Regions from separate parts of the Mus musculus genome. Here region 1 is linked to region 2. The links are chromatin contacts, called in public HiChIP or PLAC-seq maps. All regions are on one chromosome and are shown on one strand. Each heading gives the region's core, a stretch centred on a gene start, on an enhancer-like site or on the middle of the called end of the contact. The rest is flanking DNA. Distances are from core to core; before and after follow the strand shown.

The links. HiChIP or PLAC-seq counts read pairs in DNA pulled down with a chosen protein or histone mark.
Region 1: a contact with region 2 is called in an H3K4me3 HiChIP or PLAC-seq map of craniofacial prominence, with 4 times the contacts expected there. The contact joins two enhancer-like sites. A contact is called at or near these places in 2 of 39 promoter capture datasets (cranial neural crest and maxillary cranial neural crest), 10 of 115 datasets of contacts at active chromatin or transcription factors (the 230-238 cell line, bone marrow-derived macrophages, craniofacial prominence and 4 more) and 3 of 9 other capture datasets (adipose tissue, liver and pancreatic islet).

What each region holds. Positions count from the first base shown.
Region 1 is chr5:115,474,353-115,477,723 of GRCm38.p6, reverse strand. Pla2g1b (phospholipase A2, group IB, pancreas) reads right to left here. Exons shown (of 4, transcript NM_011107.2): 4 at 3,002-3,215. The coding sequence ends at 3,097. Among named protein-coding and RNA genes, the nearest start is that of Gm42007, 8.4 kb to the left of the region's middle. Within about 2 kb of position 1,798, at least 136 of the 459 cell types and tissues checked have an H3K27ac peak or open chromatin away from gene starts, as enhancers often do. A contact at or near this core is called in craniofacial prominence, where this site is marked.
Region 2 is chr5:115,213,766-115,217,608 of GRCm38.p6, reverse strand. No RefSeq gene overlaps it. Among named protein-coding and RNA genes, the nearest start is that of Pop5, 20 kb to the left of the region's middle. Within about 2 kb of position 2,473, at least 74 of the 459 cell types and tissues checked have an H3K27ac peak or open chromatin away from gene starts, as enhancers often do. A contact at or near this core is called in craniofacial prominence, where this site is marked.

The sequences.
Region 1 (3,371 bases), core at 549-3,048, 260 kb before region 2:
ACACTTACCCTGCTCCAGCCTCGGCAGCAATCTCAGCTCTTGAGTGGCCGAATGAACATGTTGGGAACTGTACTCTGAGAGAGTAGGCAGGGCTCTTAACTGCTAGGCCATCTCTCCAGCCTGCCTTTGCCTCTTGGGATTAAAGGCATGCACTACCCCATCCAACCTTTTTTTTTTTTTTTTTAGATCTGTTTATATGCATTTTAGTATATAGGTACTTTGTCTGTACATGTGAAGACCAGAAGAGAGTATCAGATCTCATTGTAGATGGTGAGCTGTCATGTGGTGCTGGGAATTGAACTCAGGACCTCTGAAAGAGCAGCCAATGAGTGCTCTCCGCCACTGAGCCATCTCTCCAGACCCTTCGTTTTCTTTTTATATACTTTAGTTAAAAACAAATCACAACCAGGTGGTGGCAGTGCAGACCTTTAATCCCAGCACTCAGGAGGCAGAGACAGGCGGATCTCCGAGTTCGAGGCCAGCCTGGTCTACAGAGTGAGTTTCAGGATAGCCAGGGCAGAGAGATCCTGTCTCAAAAAACAAACAAAACAAAACCAAGTCACAAACGTTAAAGAGCCAAGACAAACTAAAACTAAGACCCATCCTTAGGAAAATATTCAACATCATTTACAACACACTTAGGAAGCATATTATGACCTACTTCCTCACATCCCAGCCCCACAAGTCCATGATATATATATAATATATATGTTAAATATATATTATATATAGTAATAGGTACTATTATTTCTTTTGAAAGATGACATTACTCGAGGGCAGGTGTCTCTCTGTGTGTAGCTTACTGTTAACAGCCTTCCTAGCATGTGTGGAGCCATAAGTTCAATCAACAGCATCAAAAAAAAAAAAAAAAAAAAAAGAAAAAGAAAAAAAGAAAGAAAGAAAAAAAAGAAGAGAAAGAAAAAACGTGAAAAGCAAGTATCCTGAAAGTATCCTGAAACATGGTCCTAGTTTGCTTTGTGCTGCTGTGCTAAACACCATGACCAAAAGCAACTTGGGGAGAAATGGTTTATTTCATTTTATAGATTACAACCCATCACTGAGGCAAGCCCAAGAGGAGCTTGAAGCAGAAGCGTCCCAAGTGCTGGGATTAAAGGCGTGCTCCACCACCACCCGGCTGGAGGAATGCTTTCTTATGCAGCCCACACCCACCTACCTAGGGATGACACCGCCCACAGTGGGCTGGACCCTCCTTCATCCATCAAGAAAATGCTCTGCAGACATGCCTACAGGACAATACAACAGGGACAATCCTTTCCAGGTTTTCCCTTCCCAGATGTGTGTCAAAGGGGCTCAACAGTTAAGAGCACTTTCGCTCTTCCAGAGGACCAGGGTTCAATTCTCTGAACCCACACAGTGGCTGGTGAACAATGCCTCCTGGCCCAAAGCCCTCTCGCCTTTGCCTGTGCGGTCAGGCATCTGTCACGCAGCCCACTAGCACTACAGCACCTCCTTTCTCCCATTTCTCACCCTTACCAGGATAGAAACCATGTGGGGTTTCATGTTCAAACTTCTACCCCCTTCCAGCTGGATTCTGGACAGCAATTACGAGCTACTACCGGGGTCACGGATCACAGTGCCTGCGCAGGTGGCCTGGCCTGACCTTTGGGAAGGGAGGGGTGGATAACTAAAGTGAGAGAGAGAGAGAGAGAGAGAGAGAGAGAGAGAGCGCGCGAGAGAGACAGAGGAGGTTGGGGGGGAGGGAGGTGAAGGGGAGGGGCAATCAAGAACCACGTGTCCTCACAGCAGCCAATCAGACACCTGACTCCGAAATCCGTTGACTGGGGAACCAGGGATTAACCAGGTTGTGCGCACGGGACAGGGGAGACAGGGACAGAGATTAACCAGGCTGTGCGCAGGTCTAGACGATCTGGTGTTTTGTATGTCAGGCTGGCTTCTAATTCACTCTGTAGCTAAGGGGACCCGAAGCTCCTGATCCTCCTGCCCCCACCTTCTGGGTGCTGGGTACATTACAGGCATGCGCCCATGCCCAGGTTTATTAGCTATTGGGAGTCGAACCCAGGGCCTCCTGCATCCTAGGCCAGCACACTGTCACCTGAGCTGTGTTCTCCGTTCTCTTTTGTTTCAATCACGTGAAAGAACTATGGGAACAAACGCCTGACTGCCTATTTTTCTGCCATACACTAAGCTTCCAGCTTCTTTCCGCAGGGCCTTCACAGTTCTTTGAGGATTAGGGTTGCTACTCTGAGCCTCGACGCTCAGCAGGGGTTTCCAAAGAACCCTGGGAGCCAGAGATTCAAAGGTGGCTAAGCTGCCTCACTCTGCCTCCTTAGGGTTCACAAGCTCGGGAGACTTCCGAAGATTGAGGTTCTAAGCTTAGCCTGTCACCTGGAAACGAGTGACTGGGTTACATAGTGAGTCCCAGGAATACACGGTAAAACCCTGTCTCAAAAAATTATCATACATAATGAGTTCCAGGCCAACCGGGCTATCTCAAAGAAGGAAAAACAAAAACAAACAAATAAAAAGACTGGGTTGAGATTATTGCAAATAGAAGCAGAAGGATGAGCTCAGATGAAAACTGGTTCAAACAAATCAGAGCCGGCTTCCCATCCTACTATCGGACCGGGTCTCAGCTTAGAAAAACAAGATTCCTCATAGTCGCCATACAGCAGACGATCGAGACCTTAGAGAGGCACAGGCTGTGTGCAGGGTAATCCATTGATCGTGATTGCAAACCAGCAGCCACTTTTCTTATTCTTTTGTTCCAAGACAGTTGGTTATTCCTGAAACTCACCCTGTAGACCAGGCTGGCCTCAAACTCACAGAAACCTGCCTACCTCTGCCTCCTGTGTGCCGGGATGAAAGGTGTGCACTACCATCACCCGGATTATCGTCCATTCTAGGAGGCGCTTGATTCCTGGAAATGTTCTCTTTCATCTTGCGTTTCCAAGGCTAGACGGAATGCTTTCCTCTGAGGATCTAGCCCTGCTCGGTGGACAGAGATAACAATCACCAAAACCAGGCTCTGACAGCAGGTACTTTATTAGAGGGCGCAGGGTGAAATAAGACAGCAAGGTGGGCGGGGTCGGCGTGGGCAGGAAGTGAGGTGACAGGCTAACAGAATTTCCCGGTGTCAAGGTTTTTGTATTCCTTGTTGTACGGGACCTTGGAGAAGCAGATGGCGGCCTCACGGTCACAGTTGCAGATGAAGTCCTCGCATTTGTTGTTTTTGGCTAGAGAGAAACAAGAACAGAGAATCGAATCGAGTGGAGCCCAGGACGCCACATGACAGAATGGAAAGAACCTGGTGACCATTCCGTGGGTTGCAGATGTAGGGTTGAGAGACAGAAGCAAAACGAAAGTACGTTGGGGTTGCCAAATTATAATAG
Region 2 (3,843 bases), core at 1,224-3,723:
TATGTGTTTGAGATGGGGTTTCTCTACATGACCCTGGCTGTCCTGGAACTCACTCCATAGACCAGGATGGGCTTCAACTCAGTAATCCCCCTGCCTCTACCTCCCAAATGTTGGGATTAAAAGTGCATAGGACTGCTACTGCCACTACCAGTTGCCATAACAAGAGTTCTTAATTCAACTGGGCGGTGGTGGCATACGTCTTTAATCCCAGCACTTGGGAGGTAGAGGCAGGTAGATTTCTGAGTTCGAAGCCAGCCTGGTCTACAGAGTGAGTTCCAGGCAGCCAGGGCTACAGAGAAACCCTGTCTCGAAAAACAAGCAAACCAAAAATACAGATTAGTAGAAAGTATTCATTATATGTATAGATACGTATGAATACACATGCATGCCAGCATATACTTAGAATTAAGAACTCCTTTGTTTGTTTGTTTGTTTGTTTGTTTGTTTTGAGACAGGGGGTTTCTCTGTATAGCCCTGGCTGTCCTGGAACTCAGTCTGTAGACCAGGCTGGCCTTGAACTCAGAAATCCGCCTGCCTCTGCCTCCCAAGTGCTGGATAAAAGGCGTGTGCCACCACCCCCGGGCATGTATTTTCTTTTTAAAAAGACTGACTTTTAGTGTTAAATTTATGTGTGTGTACGTGTGTGTGTGTGTGTGTGTGTGTGTGTGTGTGTGTGTGTGTGGTGTTTGTGTGCGTGCACGCACATGTGAATTCAGATGCCTGTGGAGCCCAGAGATGATGTGTTCCTGGGGACTGGAGGTACAGTAGTGAGCTACCTGGGGTTGGTGCTGGGAACTGAACTCAGGTCCTCTGTGAGAGCAGCATGTACAATTAACTGCTACAGTCTCTCCAGCCCTAATCTTCGCCTCCCCTCCCCCTCCTTGAGACAGAGTCTCACTATATAGTAGGGCTGGCTTTGAACTCCTGATCCTTCTGCCTTAGTCTTCCAAGTGCTGGGATTGCAGGCATGTGCCACTACACCTGGTAAAAACATGCTTTTGAGGTTCGTCTGCATTTTACCGTCTATAGGCATCCATTCCTTCTTATCCCTGAATACGACTTGATCACTGTATGGGTGTGCCTGAAGATATTTACCCTCTGTGTAGGCATTCTACGTTGTTGGTAGGATCTGGTGGTTTTAATTTGTGCTTTGACGTCGAGACATTTGAGCATCTTTGCATTTTTATTATTGGCCACTTGCGTATTTTCTTTTGTGAGAATTACTTTGCTTTTATTAAAATTCTTAACTGACTGTTTGACATCCTCACTTATCTAATGTGTGTCAATTCTAGCTACTCGGTACTGCCCCCTCCCACTACTTCAGAATACCCAATACAGCCCCTTTCCAACCCAACTTTACATCTGGATCTAGCCTGCCTTCCTTCCTTCCTTTTTTCCTTCCTTCCTTCCTTCTCCCCTTTTTTATAACCACCGGTCCAATTTATTTGCCACCGCCCCGTGTTGTACTGGTGATCGAACCCAGGCCTTGCCAAATAATCTTGTAAGCATGTGTTGGAAGCTCTCCTCTGACCCCCAGATACAGCCGTAAGCACGACTCTGCGTGGGGTCCCCATGCGCCAAGTGCTTCTTTGGCTCTAGAAGGAGAGCAGGCCTAGTGTATTCTTAGAAAAACAATTGGGGCTTTGTCCACCTCCGGATTCCTGCTCAAGCCCGGGTCTTGGGAGACCCTGGCTCATTATCTCTGGAACCTCAGTGTCAGTTGAATAGATGGGGCTCAATCTGGGAGGGCTTTGCGGAAGAAGCGGCTTCTGTGTGGAGCAGCTCCTGGTGCTCGCTCTATCCTGTAGGATAGTCCGGGTTTGCCATCTCAAGCGTATAAGCATGTTGACACCCTCTGACTCTGCTCAGCAGCCAAATGGGTGGGGGTGACGAGGACAAGCCTGGTGGGAGGGGGGACGAGGAGAGTTTGAACTTGAACCCCGACCCGCACACAAATACCTTCTGCCCCTCAGAGCCTGGCTATGGATTGGGGCTCGGTCTTTCTATTCCCTTTGCCCTTTGCCCGGCTCCTCTCTTTCTTGAGGACATCTGTATGGGATAGTGATGGGATGACAGAGAAGCTAGCCCAGCCTGGGCTTACTTGGGATCACTAGATAGCATGCAAAAGATGCTCCCGCAGGGAGCAACCCTGCAAACCCCCTGAGCCCCCCCCCCTCCACCCTCCGCGCCCCTGTAGTTGGGACTGAGCCGGAATCTGTGGGGAAAGGAGCGGGATTTCGGCTAAATATAAACCAGGCTGTTCCAGAATCCAAATAGAACAAAGGAGCAGGGTGCTAAGTTGATTTTTATAAATAAAGAGAGAGGGAGTGAGAGAATATTTTTTCGAGATGTTTAATAAAATCGCCTTGTGAAGAGTCAGGAAAATCACTGGGCTGCGGTGGGAGGGTTCGGAGGAAGACAGGAGGGAGGAGAGAGTGGGGGATGGGGCTTCCTGGCTGCTGGGATCGGTCCCTTTCCTGCCATCCGGGAATGGTGGTGGTGAAGACTGGGCGGAGAGGTAAGGGGAGAGCCAGGAGGGTCCCCGAAGGAGGAGAGCAGGGAGCGTTGCCAGACCTAACGGTTACTGTATCCTGAGCGTCGGCTGGATGCTCTCTGCTTGGTCCCCTGCCGCATCCGGAGCTGTGTGCTGTAACCCCGGCCATGCTCTGACTTCGCCTCTTCCCTCTCTGCTCTTGGCAGCGCGGCTCCCTGCACCAAACTCACTCAGCCAGGACTCAGAATAAATGGCACTTTCTCTTTTGTTGTTTTTTTGGTTTTGTTTTTTTTTGTTTGTTTGTTTGTTTGTTTTTTGGGTTTTGGGTTTTTTTGTTGTTGTTGTTGTTGTTGTTGTTTTTGTTTTTGTTTTTTTTTTTGAGCAAAAGCCTCTCTCTATGTAGCCCTGGCTATCCTAGAACTCGCCATAAAGACCAGGCTGGCCTCAAATCCACAGAGATCCAGCCACTTCTGCCTCAGTATCTTCTGCCTCAGTATGCCGGGATTGAAGGTGTACACCACCATGCCCTGCCTGGAATGTCACTTTCTTTCTGATCACCCTATTCAAAAAGAAACCACCTCTCTCCTCTGAAGTGTGGATCACATTCCCTTGTTCCGTGACTTTTGGTTAACCCTTCGGAAATTACTTGCTTGCTTACTATGTCTGTGCACACCCCACAACCCCCCCACCAAAATAAAAGTTCCCCAAAGACAGAGGCTGTAGTCACCTACTACATAGTGCTGGGTCCTGTGGAACATAAGAGAGATTACTTAGTATTTAGAGAGACCAAGGGTCTAGCCCAAGGTCACACAGGAAATGACAGATCCAGGTAAGAACCCAAGTTTGTCAGGCAACCTGAATGCATGGCCTGTCATACCATGGGAGGAATTTTAAGGGGCTCCATGAGCAACCCTGGAACAGCAAAGGGTGTAGGGACCAGGGAGGCCAAAATCTTACCTAAACATTTCTCCTTAAATAATATACACGGGGCAGGCTGGGTGGCACACAACCTTAATCCCAGCACTCAGGAGTCAGAAGCAGGCAGATCTCTGTGAGTTGGAGGCCAGCCTGGTCTACACAGGGAGTTCCAGGACAGCCAGGGCTGCATAGAGAGACACTCTGTCTAGAAAGAAAGAAAGAAAGAAAGAAAGAAAGAAAGAAAGAAAGAAAGAAAGAAAGAAAGAAAGAAAGAGAAAGAAAAAGAGAGAAAGAAAGAAAGAAAGAAAGAAAGAAAGAAAGAAAGAAAGAAAGAAAGAGGAAGAAGGAAGGAAGGAAAAAAGAGAAAAAAGGGAAGAAAAAGAAAGGAAGAAGAAAGAGAAAGAAAGAAGGAAAGAAAGAAAAAGAAAGAA